Linked DNA regions of Gossypium hirsutum: region 2 is linked to region 1. A link is a contact called in public Hi-C data. All regions are on one chromosome and are shown on one strand. The core of a region is the stretch at or near the end of the contact, and the rest is flanking DNA. Distances in the headings are between cores, read along the strand shown. Region 1 holds the start of LOC107896778. Region 2 holds the start of LOC107895548 (disease resistance protein RGA2).

Evidence for each region. A called contact is a pair of places that touch in the nucleus more often than the background predicts.
Region 2: a contact with region 1 is called in a Hi-C map of leaf, with 1.6 times the contacts expected there. The contact joins the promoter of LOC107895548 here to the promoter of LOC107896778 in region 1. A contact is called at or near these places in 2 of 34 Hi-C or Micro-C datasets (both in leaf).

The regions. Positions count from the first base shown.
Region 1 is chrA10:81,858,187-81,863,734 of Gossypium_hirsutum_v2.1, reverse strand. It overlaps LOC107896778, which reads left to right and starts at 3,087. Exons shown (of 1, transcript XM_016822051.2): 1 at 3,087-3,497. The coding sequence starts at 3,129. The coding sequence ends at 3,311. It also overlaps the pseudogene LOC121208034.
Region 2 is chrA10:82,101,372-82,106,544 of Gossypium_hirsutum_v2.1, reverse strand. LOC107895548 (disease resistance protein RGA2) reads left to right here and starts at 3,607. Exons shown (of 1, transcript XM_016820811.1): 1 at 3,607-5,173. The coding sequence starts at 3,607. LOC107896765 (T-complex protein 1 subunit alpha) reads left to right here. Exons shown (of 17, transcript XM_016822032.2): 14 at 116-244; 15 at 364-467; 16 at 581-671; 17 at 764-1,136. The coding sequence ends at 847.

The DNA of each region.
Region 1 (5,548 bases), core at 1,838-4,337:
TGATTTAAGTGCAAATTAATTATTTTATAATTAAAGTGTGAGTTTTGACAAAATTTACTACGAAACTACATGAATTAGAGCTCAAAAGGTACTGAAAAAGTCTATATATTTTTGTGTTTCCACATATCCATATTCCTTAAAGAAACCCCAAGCTTCAATCCAATAAGATAAAGGAAGAAATCATTCTATTGATTTCTTTATCCCTAATCACACTGGTTTCAAAGATACCAACAACATCTAGATTAGACCTAATCATGGGCTAGGCTACCGTCCAAGCTTGAAGGCTCACCCAAAAAGAGGAAGGGTTTAAGCAAAAATATAGGCTCGAAAAATGGGCTTGAACAAAAAGTAAGAAAACGGATCGAGCATTGGGTAAGATTTTTTTTGGCCCAAGCCCGACTTAGCTCGAATATGCCTAAATTTTTTTTCCTGCTGCTGTTTTGTTGTCATTTTGCTATTATATTGCTACTATTTTATTGTTATTGTTTAAATATTGTATAGCTCTTATTTTATTGTTAGTTTTAATACTATTTTAGAGTCGTTTGCTTGCTAAGTTGTAACTATCTTAGTGTTATTTAAATATAAAAACTTTTTTAATGTATTTTTAATTTGTTGGGAAACATTTATGTTAATATTTTTTAGTGCATTTGAAGTATTATATTTTTTAGATTTGTTTTTATATAAAAAAATTAATATGGGTAGGTCAAGTCGAGCTCGGGTTTAGCATTTTTTTGTCTAGGGCGGGCTTGGGTAAAATTTTAGGCACATTTTTCAAGTCGAATCGAATCTAAAAAAGGGGCTAAATTTTGGCATTAGCCCAACCTATGATCAGGTCTAATCTAGATCATGCTGTTTACAATATTCTTTTATGTAGTGTTTGGAACTAGTATTTCAGAATTTGTATTTGAATTTCAAAAACAATGTAAATTGAGTAGTGAATTATTTAGGAACATAATATTCATGATCATTTCTCAAAATTTAAAGATTTGTTAGAAGTCTATTTAGTAATGAATTTAAAATCTTTAACAATATTTTTCAATTTGACAAGTATATATATATCAACTAATTCATTCACTTCGTTCTTACCATTTACATAATAATTGAAATCATTTAAATTTCTAAACTACGAAATTCAGGATTGCCACAGCCTTGAAAATTGCACATCAATGTTGTTAAATAAAAAACCCTAAACCCTAATATGAAAAGAAAAGAGATGGAAATAGACACATGGCAACCCTTCCACCTCTTTTGCTAACACCATCTTAGCACTCATGGTAACCATGGCCTCCTTAGGATTTGTAAGGTTGGTCACCACTGTTTCCATTGTCTCTAAAGTAGGTACAAGTGCATTGGCGCCTGATGGCTTCATTTTCCATGGTATGGTAAGCTTATCTAGTGAAGGCAAAGTAGAAATTCCCCCAATTTCCTTCTGCATATATTCCATAACATCATCAGGTCAACTAGTGTTTTCGTCAACCCCAACTGCAAAGTGCTTTGATTGGTCCAGGGTGGTTGTAGCTGTACATTTTATTTTGAATACCACAGTGAGCATTTCAAAATACAATCTAACGTGGATATACAGTATAATTTCTATTTTTTAATACTTTAAATTTAATAATAATGTCAATTTAATAATGTAATTAACACTAAAGATTTTAGTCTGTTTAAAAGGTTCAATAAACTCATGCTTCTTCTTTTTTTCTATTTTAAACTAAAATTATAAATTTGTTAATGATATTACTTAATGGGCCAATATTAAGGCCCACGTTGTTTTGCTTGCCCAACCATAACCATCCCAACCTATTCCTTGGTTTCGTTTACCTTTCAAATCTGCCCAACCATAGTTTTTTTCTATTTAGTCGTGTCAGTCACGTTGGGCTTTACCCTTTATTGTAATTTACCAAAATGAGTTTTTTTTTTTACTTTTTATTTGTAAATGATATTAATTAATGGGCCAATATTAAGGCCCACGTTGTTTTGCTTGCCCAACCATAACCATCCCAACCAAATCCACGCACCACCTATTCCTTTACCTTTCAAATCTGCAGCATTTCCTTTCTGTTTTCTCCTCTGTATTCAGGTTAAGATAATAAAAAAAACCCATCGGTGCTTTGGGATTTTCGGGTAAGCTTCCGCTCTATCGCTGTTTTTTTTTTTAGTTCTTTATTATGTGTTACTTTAAAAAGGAAAGAAATTGCTTGGTCAAGTTGAAAAGTGTGAGAGAAAGATTGCTGTTTAGCAGAACTTGGAGGAACCACTTATCTGTTTTAAGACTTTGGGTTGATTTTATATGAATTTAATTTGTTTTCAGTGGTATGAGAAATGGGTTCTTCTTGGATAGTTGATTGCTGGTTACTATTGTTATGATTTGTTACAAATATTCGTTTGATTTAATGATTGTTTAAAGGATGAAGTATGAACAATGCCTGTTTTTGTTGCTATGAACTTTTTGCTTGAAATCAGTATTATTTGTGTTTGAATTTTGATGCCTTATTTGCATTTTCTGTTTAATAATCTAAACATCACTTGTTGTTACCAAACTGCTTAGCCTTTTGTTTCCAGAACCAAAAAGCACCAAGTTATCTGTTGATATCAAAGCAAGTTGTATTGTTTTGAATAATAAAAAATTGAAACTATATATATCTTTTAGAAAATGAATTGCATGATTTTACTTCATAAGGAACAATGGAATTACTGTTGCATTTTAATTGGTTATATATTTTTTATTTGGAGAAGGGGATTAAAATCTTGTTCTTTCTGTAGGGATCATGCTGTGACTCAGCAATGAAATTTCAAAAATAAATCAACATGATGTGCTAGATAATTTGTTTTTTCTTCCTGTTTGTTAATTTATAATCATGTATCACGCAATAGAAGATTCCTCAAATTACTGTAATATAATATTGGGATTTTTTTGGATATTTCCTTCTTCTTTTTTCACGTTTTGTTGCTTTCCATCGCCTTGCCGAAGAACCATATAGGCTAATAGAGTTAATTTCTAAGGGAGCATGTTTTTGTACTCCTTTTTTCCCCATTTCCAAGTGGAGTTTTGGAAGATAGTAGACTAATAGCTTGGTGAATTTCAGCTTGGACGGTATTAACACATTGGACCAATTTTCTGCTTTGAGATGGCTGGACTATTTGCTTATGGCAGCCTTGCACCAAAGACTAAGAATATGGTAGTCGCGGGGGGTTTGACAGCATTTGTATTTGGTGTATATTTCTATACTATGAGAGCTGTTGGAGGTACAGATGAGCTTCAGGTGGCTATAGATAAGTTCGAGGAGCTGAAAAAGCAAGAGGGGAAGTGAAGCATGGGATCAAAGCCTTGATCTCATTAGCCTTTTTTGTGACAATGCAGTCAAGAACTAGGTAAAGGTCATTTATATGACAGACAAAATAATGTGTTTAAAATCTGTGTTTTGAAAACTATTTGTCTTTGTTTGTTATACATTATATTGTAGTTGATAATAATAAAAACTTATTACTAGTTTTCCCTTGGCTGTATTCTTTAAGTTTTTATCATGTTACGACCTTTTGTGATGACAGCACTGGTTATTGTTGGAGAAGCTCAAACCCTAATTTTTTTGTGTGTTTCTGATGTTGTTGCCCCTATAGCAACCAGCCAATGACCTTTCTCTGGACGGGTCCAAAGGCAAGCGCGGGCACTTGTATAGTTTAAAAACTTCATCCCATTGGTTATTTTTCATTTATATTTTGTATCTTGGAAGGTTTGGTTAACCTGTAGTAATACTTTTTACTGCTTAGAACTGTAGGCAGCCATTCTGATGTGGAGATTTGTCACTTTACTTTTCCATTTGCTTGAACATTCCAGGAAACCATAATTGTTCCTTGACATGTCCTGATGGTTCCTCCAGTTGAAAACAGTAATGCATTAACTTTATCATAATTAAATTCGATTCGGTAGTTTGATCCTAGTAAAGCAATTCTAATGATTTCTAATAACCCGAAATAAAAACGACCCAAATATTTGTTTAATCAAAATTAATCTGGTCGAAAATAAGTTGACCTGTCGTCTAGTCAACCTTTAATGGTGATTGGTTTTAAGACTTGATGGCCAAAAGCAATCCCTAAAAAATAATGGAAAACAGCATCAGTCCACAAGAGAAGATGATCATCAGCATGTGAAAACCTTCATTTCTTACATCAGTTGTTGACACCTTCGTAGACTTGTCTATCAGCGGCCTCATTTTGCCCAAGCATCACCATCGACAAATTCCTCAAAAACCCCTTCAAACTCATTACCCTTCCCCCAGTTGTGTCGTTGCTAAGGGAGCCCTCCATGGCGATCTCGAGAAGATCATGCAAGCCTTCCGTCTTGGTGGCCTAATTGATGGGTCCAATTATTGGTTTGGTGTGTCTACCACCGTTGTTCAAATAGGTGGTGTGCTCAAGATCCTTTATTTCTAAAAGATGTTGAAGCATGAAGCTGTTAAAAATGGTGGGCAAACTGATAACTTTGAATGGCAATCATGAGATAATGAATGTTGAAGATGATTTTAGGTAGGTAACTATAAAGAGTTTGGAGGAAGTCATTGTTTGGGCTTATTGGTATGGTGTTGGGAACAGATGAAGAGTTTGTGTCGTGGGTTGGAAATGCCTTTCCAGGGGATTCCTTCATCGATATTTCATGGCATGCTTGAAAAGTTTTGTCATAGTTTCAGAGCTAGAACTGCTACACTGAGACCTAATGGTCCAATTTCACGTAGATTATTGGCTGATAATGCGACTTTTTAATGGTAGGAGATTTTGTGTTGGTCCATGGAGGGGTTTTAAGAAACATGTGGATTATGGGTTGGAGAGGCAGATGTTGACAGGAAACGAGGGCTTGGACTGTTGATACCAGAACATAGTCCAGTACAAGTCGAAGGGAAAGCTTGGAAGTTTCGAGTATCTGAGCTACCAAAAGCTGCTGCCTCGTTAAGTACTGCATCGATATTCGTTTTCCGGAAACATAATGAGTTATGAATTTCTTGAATTTCAGTCTTGGTTTTATAGGATACGTGTGTAGCGACTTGATCGATACAAACACTTGCTTAGCAATTTTAGGTATTGATCAATTTGTTTGACTTTGTCGTCGTCGTATTTATGTAAGGTTAGTATCGTTTTGTTGCCTGGATACTGTAATGGCAGCGACGAAGGATCACAAATCTTAAGCCTGGATTGCCATAGCTGTTGTTATACATGATATGGTTGCAATTTTCTATGGTAACATTCATTACCTCCCTTACAAGTTCTTAGTTTTTCATTGTATATAGACTTGTGTCAAGTGATCCTCTTCAAAGCTTTATTGATCATATTTTACACTGCATTCCAATCTAAATATCAAAGGTATATAACAAAAATAGAAGTTCGCCCGATAAAGGCCATTTTAGGAGGCAATTTTGTTGATAGCTAAATCTTGATAATGAGTTCATTTTTCTCAGTTACCAAACACTAAAAAATAACTTGCATGCAGATGAAAAATTTGAAAAGGAATTTCTTATTGCTTGTTTTCCGATTTCGAGAATGTTCCAAGTCAAATCCA
Region 2 (5,173 bases), core at 2,358-4,857, 240 kb before region 1:
AGTGGTGTCTGTTTTTTCATTTCAGTATTCCTCTAAGTTCAAATCAATAGGCATAACGTAGTAGGTGACTATTTATGCTTCCTGCTAAGCTCCTTTTTGGTGTTTGCAATATTAGGTAGTAGCAGGTGGAGGTGCAGTTGAAGCTGCTTTATCAGTGTATTTGGAGTATCTTGCCACGACTTTAGGATCACGTGAGCAGTTGGCAATTGCAGAGTTTGCAGAAGCTCTTTTAATTATACCGAAGGTAAATTTAGTATTGGCTAGGTTGCAAGTTATGCGAATTGATATCCTTTTATTGGCTCATCTCACTTCGTGCTTTATATGAGAAGTAAATAGTTACGCAATAAAATTGATCATGCACAGGTGCTTGCAGTCAATGCTGCCAAGGATGCCACTGAATTAGTTGCGAAACTTCGGGCTTACCACCACACTGCTCAAACCAAGGCTGATAAAAAACATTTTTCAAAGTAAAACGTAGACAATATTATGATAAAAAAATTTTATTTCGATAAAAGAAAGTACTATAGATAATTGAGAGTTGTGGCACTGAATTGTGATGTTCAATCTTGTCAAATTGCAGCATGGGTTTGGACCTTTTGAATGGAACCGTTCGTAACAACTTAGAAGCTGGAGTCATTGAGCCTGCAATGAGCAAAGTGAAGATTATTCAGGTAATTGGAGTAATCAGGCTGTTTTTATTTTTGGTTTACATTGTCCAACAGCGAGTTGCTAATATGGTTCCTAAAACGCTCTGTTTTACCAGTTTGCAACTGAAGCAGCCATAACGATTCTTCGAATTGATGATATGATCAAGCTTATGAAAGATGAAAGTCAGAACGAAGAGTAGGGGAGATGGGACTTCCGTTGATAAGGATATGATGGTTGTAGGTTAATACAAAGGAAGGATTGGGATGCGGTTTTAAGAAAATTGAAGCAGGTTTTCATGTTTTTTTTTTGTTGTTATATATCGTTTTATTGGGTTTAAAACGAATATAATGTTTGTTTTCAGCGATTAATAGACCAGCGTTCCGTTTTTTGTTGTATGCTTGTGGCACTGCATTGCGTAGTGTTTTTTTTTGGCGAAGGGGATTCAAGTATTTTCCTATCAAGTTTCAATACAGAGGAACCTTACATTATTAATAGTATGATAGAGATATATGATGAATTCATATTTAAATTTTATGAGCACAAAAGTTTCAATAAAAGTTTATTGTTAAATTTAATAATCATGTAAATGAAACGTATACTTGGGTTTTTAATCAAGCTTTATCATTTTAAGGCTTTGTTTGGAAGGGAGATTGACTGCGGTGTGGTGCGTTTAACTTACTTTTTGTCTCACGTTACAGTATCGCTACAGTATCTAATCTCACCGCCACCGCTGTTTTTACACTAACCGCAGCTAAACGTACCGCCCATCCAAACTCACCCTAAGGAAACAAAAAAAAACACAGTAGAAAATTCGATTTGTTTGGCTCACCAAGAATTGATTTGGGTTTTAGGCAAATCATTTTCTTATCTGGTTTAAATTAATTTTTATTAATTGTTTAAATTTAATGATTTAAGGGTCAAAATTAAATTTGCAAATTAAGTCTTTTAAGAAAGAAAGTTCATTCTATTCAGTTTTTAGTGATTCTAAAAATATCAATCAGGTCATTTTGTCATCGTTAGTTATCGACTTGGCATCGTTAGTTGATCAACTTTATAATAATGATGTGGTATGTCATTTAAGATATTGACGTGGTATGTCATTTCAGTAAAAAATATACATACATTTAAGATGAGTATAAAATTATAAAAACTTTTAATTTTCTTTTAAAATTATTAAAAATTACAAAAGAAAAAAAGTACCATGAAAGAATTCAAAATTACAAAAGCTTGTAAAAAGTCAAACAAAAGTCATTATAGAATTCAAAATGAATAGAGTGCCATGCAGTCTTCTTAGTAGAGAGAGTTGAGAGAAAGATAAAAAGAAAGAAAAAGGAAAGTGAAAATATAAAGTATATATATAAGGAATATAATTCTTAATATTTTTATAAATTATAACTTTTACTAATTTTTAATAATTTTTATAAAAAAGAGTATAGTATTGTATTTGATTTAGACAAATAATTGTTCAAATTTATTTTAGATGTATATATTTATTTTATTAATTTTAAAATATTTTTTATAAATTTTTATTTTTTGTTAATGTGGCATGCTAGTTAACATGCATAATTTTTAGTTTTTTTTGCAAATGTAATATATCATGTCAACATTATTGACATGTTCCATGCCATATCAAAGTCACTAAAATTAATAATTAAATTGGTGAATTGACGATTTCCTAAGAGTCTAAATATTATCAAATAAATAATAGATTCTAATTTTTAAATAGGATAGTTCTAAAGTCAACTAGAATCCATGATCCATGGCCATAGCACTAGTCTTTATCCCCGTTAAAATATCACAAAAACTTAGGTAAAAATGTGAAATGGTAGAAGCACTAACAAAATAAAATAAAATGGAAGCAGGTAGGCCATAGTCTGATTGACATTATACATGACCTGACCTCAGCCGTATCTGTATTCGTTCAGCTGATCTCCAAGCTTTTTCTCCCGTTCTTGATTGCCGATTCACAGATGGCGGAAGCTGTCATCACTGCAGCCGTAGAAGTGGCTCTATCAAAGGCCATCTCCCTCCTTGAAGACCAAGTCAACCTTGCATGGGATTTCAAGGACAAGCTGAACAAGCTTCGTTCCTTACTAGTTCTCACTCGAGCTCTCTTGCAAGATGCAGAGAGGAGGCAAGTTGATGAGGCTGTCAAAGTCTGGTTGGAGCAGCTTAGGGACATCGCTTATGAGGCGGATGATGTATTGGATGAGCTTGCTTACGAACATGTCCGCCGGAAGGTGGACAACCAAATGAGTAAAAAGGTTAGGGATTTCCTTTCCCCCTCCAAAAATCACCTGGCATTTTCTCTAAAGATGGCTAAAAAGGTTGAGAATATTAGCCTTTCACTGGATGAGATTACTGATCGGGCCTCCAAATTTGGGCTCCAACAAAGACTTCAAAATACGACGGCTCCAGTATTTAGTGGAGTAGGAGGAGGCACCAACTCCTTCCTTGACTCATCACGAGTTGTTGGAAGGGAAGCTGATGTCTTAAAAGTAGTTGATCTCTTGATTAGCTCAGCCACTCACCAAAGTTTGTCAACAGTATCCATTGTAGGCATGGCAGGCTTGGGTAAAACTACTTTAGCAAAGTCAGTGTGCAATAATGGGACAATAAAGAAACATTTTAAGACAATAATGTGGGTTTGTGTAGCAGAGAACTTTGATGTCCGGAGGATTTTGTTGGAGATGTTAGAATCTCTAACTAGAAAACCCTGTGAGATCAAGAACGAGGATGTTGTACTTCGAGAAATTCAGAAGGAGTTGAAAGAAAAGACCTTCCTTCTTGTCCTCGATGATGTGTGGGATGAGGATATTAAAAACTGGTTGGACTTAAAAGGGCAGTTTGCTGGGCATGAATGGAAGTAAACAAAGTTGCATTCTGGTCACAAGTCGTAGTGAAAATGTTGCATTAGTAAGGGAATCACCTCCTTATCATCGGCATCATCTTAAGATGATGATAGATGAAGAGTGCTGGTCCATTATCAGAGAAAGAGCATTCGGAAACTCTTCAATATCTCTAGAATTGGAAGTTATTGGAAGGGATATTGCTTGTAAATGTGGAGGTGTGCCACTGGTGGCAACTGTTATAGGAGGGACGATGTGCAACACATGGGATAAAGATGAGTGGGTCTCGCTCAGGGATAGTTCTATTTGGGGTTCTTTGGAAAAGAATGAAGGTATTGTTCGTGTTCTGAAATTAAGTTTTGATCGCTTGCCTTCCTTGTATTTAAAGCAATGTTTTGCCTATTGTTCCATTTTTCCTAAAGATTTTAGGATACAAAGGGAGGAACTGATTCAGCTTTGGATGGCTGAAGGCTTTCTTCAACGATCCAAAGGAAGTTCACAACTGGCCTTTGAGGATATTGGTAATGAGTACTTCAATGACCTGTTATCAAATTCCTTATTGCAAGATGTGGAGAAGGATCTGTACGGACGTATCATAAGTTGTAAGATGCATGATTTAGTTCATGATCTTGCCCAGTCCATTTCTGATATCAAACAACAAAATGTGTTTGATGATGTGAAATTGTGGCACTCTTTGTTCTTGAATTCTAGCTTCACCTTCATTGGAAAAGACTTCAAAGGATTGGTGGTTCTTAAATTTGGCGGTGCTGATATTGTATCATTGCCAGATTCAATTGGCAAGCTAAGGCATTTGAGATACTTTGATATCTCAAGAACTCGCATACCTAGACTACCCAAGTCCTTTACTCAGCTCTACCTTCTGGAGACGTTAAGATTATTGAGCTGCGAAATGCTCAAAAAACTTCCTGAAGGAATGAAAAATTTAGTTAACTTGAGGCATTTATATATCAGTCATGGACGTCATGTTCCTATTGGGATAGGATGTCTAATTAGTCTTCAGACTTTGCCAGTATTTCATGTGGGTACAGAAAGGGGAACTGGAATTGGAGAATTGGGTTTTTTAGTTGAATTAGGAGGAGAATTGGTGATAGAGGGTCTTGAGAATGTTATAGACAAAGAAGAAGCTAGGGGAGCTAAAATGTGGGAGAAGAAGAAATTACACAAGTTGCGGTACCGGTACCGATGGGACAACCGGAAGGAAGGGTACTGTAATCATGATGAGGAAGTATTGGAAGGGTTGGAACCTCACTCAAACTTGGAAAGCTTAAGTATTGAGAGTTATAAGGGGGAGTACTATCCATCATGGCTGTTAGGGAACTTTTGTGGTGAGCCAAATACTTGTTTTCAACTCATGAATATGGTTGAGTTGAGACTATTAGATTGTAAGAATGTGAATGATCTTCCAAGTCTTGGGCAATATCCCAGTCTTAAATTTCTTGAAATAGGAGGTTTATACCGTGTGAGGTGTGTAGGAAATGAATTTTATGTGAATGTTTGTGATAAGAATAAGCCAATCATCTTATTTCCAGCATTGCAAAATTTCATCCTAAGGAATATGCCTGAAGTAGAAGAATGGTTAGAAGTGGAGCCAACGATTCCTGTGTTTCCTTCACTACTAGTGTTGGAAATTGTAGGTTGTGACCATCTGAACAGTA